Linked DNA regions of Sus scrofa: regions 1 and 2 are each linked to region 3. The links are chromatin contacts, called in public HiChIP or PLAC-seq maps. All regions are on one chromosome and are shown on one strand. The core of a region is the stretch at or near the end of the contact, and the rest is flanking DNA. Distances in the headings are between cores, read along the strand shown.

What was found. HiChIP or PLAC-seq counts read pairs in DNA pulled down with a chosen protein or histone mark.
Region 1: an H3K27ac HiChIP or PLAC-seq map of skeletal muscle shows a contact between it and region 3. The contact joins two enhancer-like sites. A contact is called at or near these places in 2 of 2 datasets of contacts at active chromatin or transcription factors (alveolar macrophages and skeletal muscle).
Region 2: a contact with region 3 is called in an H3K27ac HiChIP or PLAC-seq map of skeletal muscle. The contact joins two enhancer-like sites. A contact is called at or near these places in 4 of 47 Hi-C or Micro-C datasets (embryonic fibroblasts, liver and skeletal muscle) and 2 of 2 datasets of contacts at active chromatin or transcription factors (alveolar macrophages and skeletal muscle).

The regions. Positions count from the first base shown.
Region 1 is chr6:150,866,534-150,869,951 of Sscrofa11.1, reverse strand. NFIA (nuclear factor 1 A-type) reads left to right here. Exons shown (of 11, transcript XM_021097780.1): 10 at 1,698-1,789. Among named protein-coding and RNA genes, the nearest start is that of TM2D1, 250 kb to the right of the region's middle. Within about 2 kb of position 1,676, at least 21 of the 83 cell types and tissues checked have an H3K27ac peak or open chromatin away from gene starts, as enhancers often do. A contact at or near this core is called in skeletal muscle, where this site is marked.
Region 2 is chr6:150,983,632-150,986,840 of Sscrofa11.1, reverse strand. The region is part of intron 3 of NFIA (nuclear factor 1 A-type); the gene reads left to right. Among named protein-coding and RNA genes, the nearest start is that of NFIA, 240 kb to the left of the region's middle. Within about 2 kb of position 1,955, at least 29 of the 83 cell types and tissues checked have an H3K27ac peak or open chromatin away from gene starts, as enhancers often do. A contact at or near this core is called in liver and skeletal muscle, where this site is marked.
Region 3 is chr6:151,250,637-151,253,823 of Sscrofa11.1, reverse strand. It overlaps LOC106507659 (a long non-coding RNA gene), which reads right to left. Exons shown (of 2, transcript XR_002345466.1): 2 at 2,418-3,150. Among named protein-coding and RNA genes, the nearest start is that of NFIA, 22 kb to the right of the region's middle. Within about 2 kb of position 1,878, at least 41 of the 83 cell types and tissues checked have an H3K27ac peak or open chromatin away from gene starts, as enhancers often do. A contact at or near this core is called in liver and skeletal muscle, where this site is marked.

The sequences.
Region 1 (3,418 bases), core at 427-2,926, 380 kb after region 3:
CTGTGGCTGTGGCATAGGCCGGCAGCTACAGCTCTGACTCGACCCCTAGCCTGGGAACCTCCATGTGCCATATAAAGGGCCCTAAAAAAGACAGAAGACCAAAAAATTTAAAAGAAGGTTATTAAGAGACGTGAGAGGACCTTCTCATTCCTCCTCTGTTCCATGCTGACTTCACACAGCCACACCGCATGACCGTCACAGCTCTATGTGGGTGACTTCGCTCTGACCACAGATGACCAGTAGGACTGGGCCAGATTGGTGGGAATTTGATCTCTAGACGTCGTTAACAAGGGAAGCAAGAAGTCTGAGCCATGCTGTACGAGACAGAAGATGAAAGGAAGAGAAATAGATGATGTCAAAAGTGGGGGGTGGGGGAGTCTGGCAAAGAGATTTGGTGTTATTCTCTCAATTATCTGTGTTTTTAAGAAATGCAAATCCTTTTCATCTCTTAGATGGTGCATTAGGGCAGAACATGTAGGCTTTTTACAGATATTGTTAAGAAATTTGAAATGAAGCAATAGTCTATCTAAAACTCCTAGTAAAGAAAGAATGTGGATAAATCCTAGGACTTTGTGGTAAAGACATGGATGGAAGGACACCCAAAAACGAAATGCTCATTTGGATTTATGAGCCAGGGAAACACCAAAGCCACAGAATTTTTTCTCACTAAACTACAGTGAAGCTCTTAAATATAAAAACCAACCACAGAAACATTCATGTGCTGTGGAAAGAATGGTAGGCTGAAGTGTGGTCCCTGAGGTTCTGGGTTTACATGAGATCTTGATGGTTTGTGCCTGAATGGAAGGGTTCTAGGGTGAGAAAACTTGTTAATACTGTAAGCACATTTTGTGCATCATAAAATTCTAGACACTCCACCAAGCCTGTAAAAACAGCTGCTCTAGGTGGTTTTCCACCCCTTTTCTGGAGAACCCAATTCCTTCTATAGAGACTCCTCTTCCAGGGAGTTCCCATTGTGGCTCAGCAGGTTACAAGCCCGACCAGTGTCCATGGGGATGTGGGTTCGATCCCTGGTAAGTTGAGGATCTGGCATTGCCACAAGCTGCGGCGTAAGTGGCAGACGCAGCTTGGATCCTGCATTGCTCTGACTGTGGTGTAGGCTGGCAGCTGCAGATCCAATTTGGCCCCTAGCCCGGGAACGTCCATGTGCCACGGGTGCAGCCCTAAAAAAAGCAAAAAAAAAAAAAAAATTAAAAATTAAAAAAAGACTCCTTTCCATAGTTTAGAGAGAGGCACAGGAACGTTTCCTGATCTTTAGGAGGGTCATAGTGTGAAATCAAAGTTGTAAAATGAACTGCTTTCCTTACCTTTCTACCTAATTTCTTTCTCCTGTGCTTTTAAAGACTAGGATTTCTCTTTCTGACCCCCGAGCTCATGTTTAACTCAGAAAGTATACTTTGCAGTACCCTGCATGTTCTCATTGGTGTGAGGGAAGGAGAGAAGAGCCCCTCTGAGCACCAGTTTGACATCGTTTTATTCCAACAGTCTTTGGAATCCAACACCCCTTCCCTTTTTGACTGTCTAAAATGCCCCTGCTAGCCAGATCCCTCTGCTAGCCCAGCGTTTGCACATTTCCTTGTTAATCAGCTGCGTAGGCTCGGAGACTGTGTGTTTTTGGTGTTGTTTGTGTGTGCAATCTCGTGCTGCTTCCTGAACGCATGTGTCCCTTCCCTTCACAGCCTACTCGACACCCAGCACCTCCCCCGCAAACCGATTCGTCAGTGTTGGACCACGGGATCCAAGCTTTGTAAATATCCCTCAACAGACACAGGTGGGCCGCTCTCATCTTTTCTGTATGTGGTGCAGCTTGTTTTATTCATCAGGTGCATTGTAACTTGTCTTGGGCACAACAGGCTGCTTTTCCCAGTCCCTGTTCGGTCCCCTTTCCTCCCCACCCTCACCCATCCCGGCCCTTCAGCCACAGAGCTCTCGGGAATCGTGGAAAACAGTGTCTGCAATTTTTGCTTCTCGTATTGAAGAGGAGGGCTTCTGTGCCAGAGCTCCTTTTGCTGTGGGAGGAAAACTTCCCCAGGGCTAGGTAGCGTGTGCTTCCCCCGCTTAAAAGTTCGTGTCTCTCTGCGTGCAAGCAGACAGAAGTAGGCCCCCAGCGAATCTGGCAAGTGCGCTCTGGTTGGGGTGACATCAGAGTGCGTGCCGGGAGTGGGGGGGACCAGCCACTCTTCTGTACTTGTTATAGGGCCACAGGAACCTGGCCGACTTTCTAAGAGGAAGAGAAAGGGTTCCTGAGCCCTGTTAAGTTGCTGGTGATGGTGCAGAAGGAGGTGTTCGTTAGCTGGCCCCCGAGGGATGGGAAGGGATGTCTGAGAAAGGATTGTCGTGTTTGGAGGTAGGCAACGGGGAAAGGAGTATGCCGGGACATCTCGAGTTTGCTTTTCCACGGATAGTTGTGTTTTGTGCTAGTATAGGCCAAGGAGAAAAAAACAATCTCTTTTAAAAGTTTAGAAATGGCTGCTGTTAAGTGAGAAATGGAGAAATGCTTGGAAGGCAAAGGTAGTAGACAGAGAGATACTTAGAGAGGTGTGAAGTAGAATTCGATGAAGTTCTGGAAGAAACGACTCCCTGATTTCCCAGTGAGAACATGATTGTGTATTGTCCTGATTGAAGTACAGAAAGTATTTTCTCTTTGAGGTTCTCAACACGGTGTTTGAAAAAATTCTCTGAGCTATTTTGTGCCTGTGCCTGGGTGTGTAATCTCCAGATGCCTAATTTATAACTATTCATCTTTGTTTGTAACACTATGAGCAGGTGCTTATGAAGGAGATAGATTTGCTTCCTTGGGTCCATTTGCTTTCTCCGTAAAGGGTTTTAGTTTATTGCTGTGTCGACAGCGTGGGTTAAACTGCATTGCATCTAAAGCCTTCCTTACACCAAAGCAGGGTCACGGAAAGTACAGCCTCAGAGGAGGCAGCTGGGAGGAGAGGGGAAGCAGAGAGGGGAGGGGGAAAGTTAACTCTTGAATTTCCCGCTTCTGCTGTTTCTGCTGAAACTGGCAGGTACAGGGCACCTGGAATGAACATCTCCTATTCAGTACCTCCCGTAAAATTGTTCAAGTTTATTGCTTATTTTGCTCTATCTTCAAATCCTTAACCGATGAATTTGAATAACTGCCTCAAATGCTTTAAAATAGAAGAACGTTTCCTGCTGTACTTTTGGCTCACGTGGTCAAGTTCAGTGAGAAGGGGGGAGCTGGGGACAGTGGCTTTATATTGGATGATTGCTTTTCTCAGAGCCCCAGTGGACTCGGGTGACTTCATTAAGAGCCTCACAAATGCAGTTTGGAAATGTCCTGTTTGTATTTTATATAGTATTGTGTCTATAAGTTGTGATTCACAGCTCTGAAATTGAACCCTGCGTTCCATTCAATTTGTTTCTCTATAAT
Region 2 (3,209 bases), core at 706-3,205, 270 kb after region 3:
AAAGGGTGAATTCTTTTAGCATTGATTTAAAGCTGTAAGGAATCAAGACCCTACCTTTAATGGTGCTTTCTGATGGCTCTCTGTCTGTATTGAAGTAAGAAGCTGAAGTGTGGAGGCCCTGGACTGTAGTTCATTTCAAAAGGTATTTCTATATTTGATGTTAATATTGCTTATTTTGTAGGCATCTTTATACCATTCAAAGTATTTTAATATTTCTTAAAGGTTTAAATAGTTTTCATCTGAAAAACAAATTTAGATTTCTAAATACCTGTTTCCTAGACCCTGCAGCTTACATTTAGTTTCCAGTAAGAAATTTTTTAGGGCTGCACTGTGGCATACGAAGATTCCCAGGCTAGGAGTCCAGTTGGAGCTGTAGCCACCAGCCTACACCAGAGCCACAGCAATGCTGGATCTGAGCTGCATCTGCAACCTACACCACAGCTCACAGCAACGTTAGATCCTTAACCCACTAAGCGAGGCCAGGGATCAAACCTGTGTCCTCATGGATGCTAGTCAGGTTCCTTAACAGCTGAGCCACGACAGAACTCCAAGTTACCAATAAGAATTTTTAGCAAACCAAATTCTTAAAAAAAAATAAGTGCACCATTTTAAATTTTCCCTTTCTCTAGATATTCCTATATAGTGTTTATTGAAAAATTGGATAAAACTTGGTCTGCTGAAAAAAATGACGCAGGGTCCATTTCTTGATGGAGTATCTATAAGTATCACCCCAAAAATATGAAACAAAAATGTGTATCCCCGTATCTAGAATAATGCTTGACACACACAGATGGTTAAATGTGCATTTATTGAATAGATCTGTATTTAAAAGTATTTTAGGTATTATAAATAATTGTATTTTTATAAATACTATGTATAACTATATTAATGAATATCAAATTCCTAAAATTTGCACTCAATTTTTTAAAGACAGTTTGGAGACTAAGTACTGTTTTGTCTCACTTTGGACAAACCTAAGAAATAGAGATTTGCTTTTATTGAGTTTTGTGTTACTTGCTTTAGAACATAATTTCATTTTCACTCAAAAATTCATTCCAATAAAATGACATCATCATTTTTATTTATGCATACAACTTTTATGTGGATACTGACATTATTTACTCTTCCATATGAAAAGAACAATCATTTCTACCTGTTTTATCTTTGAAAACTTTGCTGATTTGATATCTCAGATATAAAGAATGTATTTATTATTTATGACAATAGCTATCATCTTTTGAACACATTCTGTTTTCTAGGTTCTTGGCTAGGCATTTTAAGTGCATTCTCATTACTCTTAGCAACACATTTATGAGGTAGGTATAGCCATGAGTGCCATTTCACAGCTGAGTAAACTGGGGCTTAGGACATTTGGGATTCTCATTTCTATAATACTGTCCCTCCTACCTTGTGATATGTCAATAATACCTTGCAAATGTAATTTTTGAAGGACAAGATGAATGAACATGTTACTGTATTGATCCCTTTACAAAAGAAAAGACAAATACATTTCAGGTTCACCTTGGTTGGTATTCAGCCTAGAATGTTTTGCTTTTCTGATCACAAACAGCTAAAAACTATGAAACTGAGTATGTTTTGTAATTACTTATTTTAAGTTAGATATATAACTTATTTAAATGCACAAATAAGTCTGGAGAAGCTTGATAAGTGAGGCAGAAATAGCTCCTTTTGAGTGGACTTTCAAAGCAGTGGTAATAACTCGCTAAGAAGAATGGACCCTGGCAGGTTTGAATCCTTGGTTGCAAGCTGACAGTTGGAGGGAATGTTCTTAGCAACACTCACTTTAAGGGAAATTAGGTCAGGCTTCTGGAACATTTATCATGTATACCTGTCACCAGTCAGCCCCAGTCCTTAAAGTGAACTGAGATCACAGCAATGATCCCTCCTGCTCTGAGTTGCAAAGGACATTCTAAACCAATAGTTCTACAAATATGTGAGTTTGGCAGAAACTCCCATAAAACTGAAGCCAACGCCCATGTAGTTGCTGTGGGAATTGAATTCCTTAATACTCTGTTTATAGAATTTTGAAACGGCAAATGGATTCGGTCTGTTCTGAAAAACAATCTGTCCCATGGCTTGTTTGGAATAACATCTAGAGTTGCTATAGAAGGATGTAGGCAGACGACCCATGTCTGCTTTAGAAGTCAATTTCACCAGCCTCTGCTTGTCTCAGACTGCACAGCCAGGTGGGTTTTTGCCCAACTCAGGATATTATTTGCTAAAGGAAAGGCCACCTTCTACTTGAGCTAAAGAGATGCTCATTTGGTGCAGAAACTAGAGGAGTTAGCAAAATCCAGAACTAAAGGAGTTAGCAAAATCCAGAGCAGTGCAAGGGAAGATAGAGTGTATGGTAAAACCAAAACAACATAAATGAGTCATAACCCATGTCCTTTCAGTAATCATGTGGCATCATTCTGGTGGTTTCAGAGCCATGTCAGCAAGTATGGGGATCCCACACAGGAATTTGAGATTGTATCTGCATCTGTTTATGTGCATTTCAGCTCAATGAATATCAGTCATAAAGGGTCTTATGGATTGAAGTGACCATATTCACCACGCAGTCAAATCTCTCTCTCTACTAGGTTAAGTTACCATATCTTTTAAAGAAATTACTCATCTCTTTTTTTTCAGAAATTCTTGTTGTGTAAACAAACCTAAAGATATAACAAAAAAATCTGCTACTTTATATGTGAAAATGGTTGAAGAAAGAGGCGATATTATTAAATGTTTGTGTAGGAATCAACCTTTACGTCTCAGGAATATAATAAGGGGATAAGAATAAATAGTTCACTTCTGTGTTCCTTTGTCATACATCTAGAGGGTCCACTGCGTGCTAATCACTACAAATGGTGGAATTAAAAAGATGAGATGTAGTTCCCACTTTTATTGAACTCTCATGGTTATGTGTGTGTGTGTGTGTGTGTGCGCGTGCTCCTGTGTGTATCTCTGTGTCACAGATCCTTAAACAAAAAATAATGACACCCTGTGTGACATGCCCCAGTAGAGAGTCTTTTAAAATTTGGGAGAACTCAAAAACTTAAATTTTGTCTGTGAAAAGTAGCTTGTGAAACAAAGTTTTGTTTTAAACTATATTCTTAAGAAAGATGGGCCTGTTACATATAAAAGCCCAGAAGATTTGGGGGCTGAAAGGGAAGAGCGGGTTTGGAAGAAATCTACCAATGGTTTTT
Region 3 (3,187 bases), core at 629-3,128:
CAGCCACAGCAATATCAGTTCTGAGCCGGTCTTGTGTCTTTGACCTACACCACAGCTCACAGCAATGCTGGATCCTTAAACCACTGAGCAAGGCCAGGGATCGAACCCACAACCTCATGGTTCCTAGTTGGATTCATTTCTGCTGTGCCATAATGGGAATTCTACAAGAGTATTTGTTGTAATGAGATTTGGTGGGTTCCATCATTAAATAAATGTTATTCATATTTATAAAAGTATACAGATCAACTCATTCCTTGGCTTCTCCATTGCACCCCTGCCCACTTCTCCCATGGTCAATATTTCATTAGGAAACACTGTAATACTCTACCATTACTAAAGGTTCTAGACGCCGTCATTTACTACACCTTCAACATGGAGAAACCATCAAGGTGTCCACTTCTCCAGGTGACCTTTCCCAAACTTGTATGTGTGCCCCAAAGCTAGTTGGGAATATGCTCAGTTTTGGTGCAGTAGAAGGTTCGTGGATGTATAGTCGGAAGATCAGGGCTCCTCATGACCTGGCTCCACCACTTCTCTGTAGGACATTAAATGATGCCCTGGGTCTCCCTGAACCGAGCTCTCCTCTTCTGTGAAGGGAGATCTTGAAGTCCTGCTTCACAGACATGATATGAGAATCACATGAGACCTGAGAATCACATGTGAAATTCCTAATATATATAACCAAGCACATAGTAGGTGCTTAATAAATTGATGTCAAAGGTAGATTCTGAAATACAGATCTAGAGCTGCTAAGTTGGAAATTTTCTTTAAAGAAAAAAAAAAAAAGGTACCAGCTATGGCTTGTATCCCCACGTCTTTGTTTTCACATCTTCAATATGGGAAAAACATATGCCATATAAGTGATAAAATTAAATGAGGTAATAGTAAATAGCAATACTAAGTGATGCATAAATATAATATGTTATTATATGTCTATAAGAAGGGGGTTAGCTAGAGAGCAGTTGTCAAAACTTCCACTAACTGGTCCTTCTATCCTAATCAGACACTCACACCTCTTTGACTCTCTCTATCCTCTTCAAAGGCCCTAATCTTCAACAAACAGAAAGAAGCTAGACAAAGTCTTATAAGTTAGATTTCCTAGGTTAAAAGACAGTTTTTCCATATTAGAAATCGATGAAATCTCCCTCTAGAAGGCACCTGCAGTTTCTCATCTACATTATCTCGTTTAATTCTAGAAAAGACCCTGTCAGGCAGGCACCACTATACCTCTTTTAAGGGATGAAGAAACCAAGGATTGGAAAGATCAAGCAACTTGTCCACGGCCACACAGCCACTCTTCTCAGCGAAACAAGCTGCATTTTCTAAGACCAGCCTAGAAGAGGGACTTTGGTCCATGAATCCTCCAACTCCTGTATTTACTACCTCAATTCCTCATTCCCTAAAAGCTCATTCTCAGTGCCCTCAGAACTCTTGCTGCTGCCAGTAGATCCATAACTCTGGAGCTCAGAACTCAGACTCAGGAGCGGGAGATGGCCCTGGAGAAAACAGGGTCCTGCTCCCCTGGGTGGCTTTCCTTGACGGGCTGTCTCCCTTTCTCCCTCCTGCTATCCGAAACTTGCCTGTAGGTGGCGCCCTGATTCGCGGGGAACTTGGAGGGCGAGGACGCGGGTCACCAGCTGCCTCCCCTCAAGGCCAGTTTAAATAGTCCCTTGGCTGCAGCTCAGCACAGGAACCCTGGTAATGTGGTTGTGCCCTTCCCCCGCCCGGTCTCTCTTCCTCTCCCCACTGCCCCTCCCCTCCCCTCTCCCCCACCCCCACCCCCACCCCCCCGTGGCTGGCGCGGTGCAGGAGCTGTCTGCCTGTGCTTCCTCAGAGGTTGGGCTCGGGAGCGGATCTCCAAGCGCTCTAGGCCGAGCTTGGCGCTTCTGGGCGGTGCTTGGACCCCTGAGCCTCGGCCTGCCGACGGCCTCCCCCCACACCCCGCCCCACTCCTTCCCTGCACCCCCTGGTGCTGCAGCTGTAGCGCGGGTGGAGGGATGGAGGGGAGTGTGACCCTTGAATGCTGCGCGGGGCGGAGCAGCTTTAAAAACTTCTGAAAGGCCACGTTCAAAGCCTCCAAGGACCGAACTTGGGCCGGAAGGCGGTTTTCTTGGAGGGGCTTGCAAGGGGGCGGAGGGGGTGCACCTGCAGGGCCGGGAGCGCGCAGCCTGGGAAGAGGGTCCGGGTACCCGCGAGCCCTGAAGCCCCGGCCCCGCACTCGCCACCTAGCCTCGGCCTCCTCCGCCCCAAACCCTAGCCCCCTCGGGGGAGCGCGCAGCCCCTCCCCGGCCTTCGGCTTTCATCCTCCCCGCCGGGCGGCAGCGAGGCGGGATGGGAGCCTCCTAGGGCTGCGCATTCACCGCGGGGTCTTCCTTCCCTCCGGCCCCTCCCCAGGAACCCGAGTTTTCGCAGCAAAGTTGAATTACCGGATTTTAATTCCAATCCGCCCGAGTGGGAGATGGCTGAGGAAGGAGAATGTTTCGCGACAGAGGAAATATTCCCAATTTACCTCTTACCCCCATAAAAAGCCCTGGGGAGGGTGAGAAGGAAGGGAAAGCGGGAGGGGCCCGCGCTGGAGGAGAGGGGGCGAGAGTGGCACAGTGGCGGATAGGACGGTGGCACGGGCGGCGTCTGGAGTCGCCGCCGTCGTCGCTGTGCTCTCGGGTTGTGCCATCTGGGGTTAGATGGGGAGGGGCCGCCGCGAGCCAGGCCCGCTCTTCTCGTCCTGGGAGCGGATGCCGTCTCTCGCGGGGCCGAAAGCGAAGGGCCAAAGGGGTTTTCATTAGTACCGAATTATGAGGATCATCAGGCTCCAAAGTCCTTCCTATGGAGGCTCTTGAATGAATTAGGTAAATGATTTGCTCCACTGGTAGTTTCGGAAGAAGACACTTTTCTCAGAACTTCTGAAATGGAGCGCTTTACCCTGGGACCAAATGCCGGCAGGGCTCCTTTCAGGACGGTTTCCACTCCTTCGGTCTCGCTGGGTGCGAATCACTGAGTCGGTTAGTGGGGACACGTGGGAGAGGTAGATGTGAACTCGAACAAAGCGGTGTGACTTAGTTAAGGAAGAAAATGAGCTACTGAAAATAGAGGAGTTTAAAAATAAACTACATAAAGTTGATTATTTTGCTTGAAGTCCGTTTCCTTGATCTGAGAAAGTAAAATAAGTGAGAGTTGGGTTTTACTT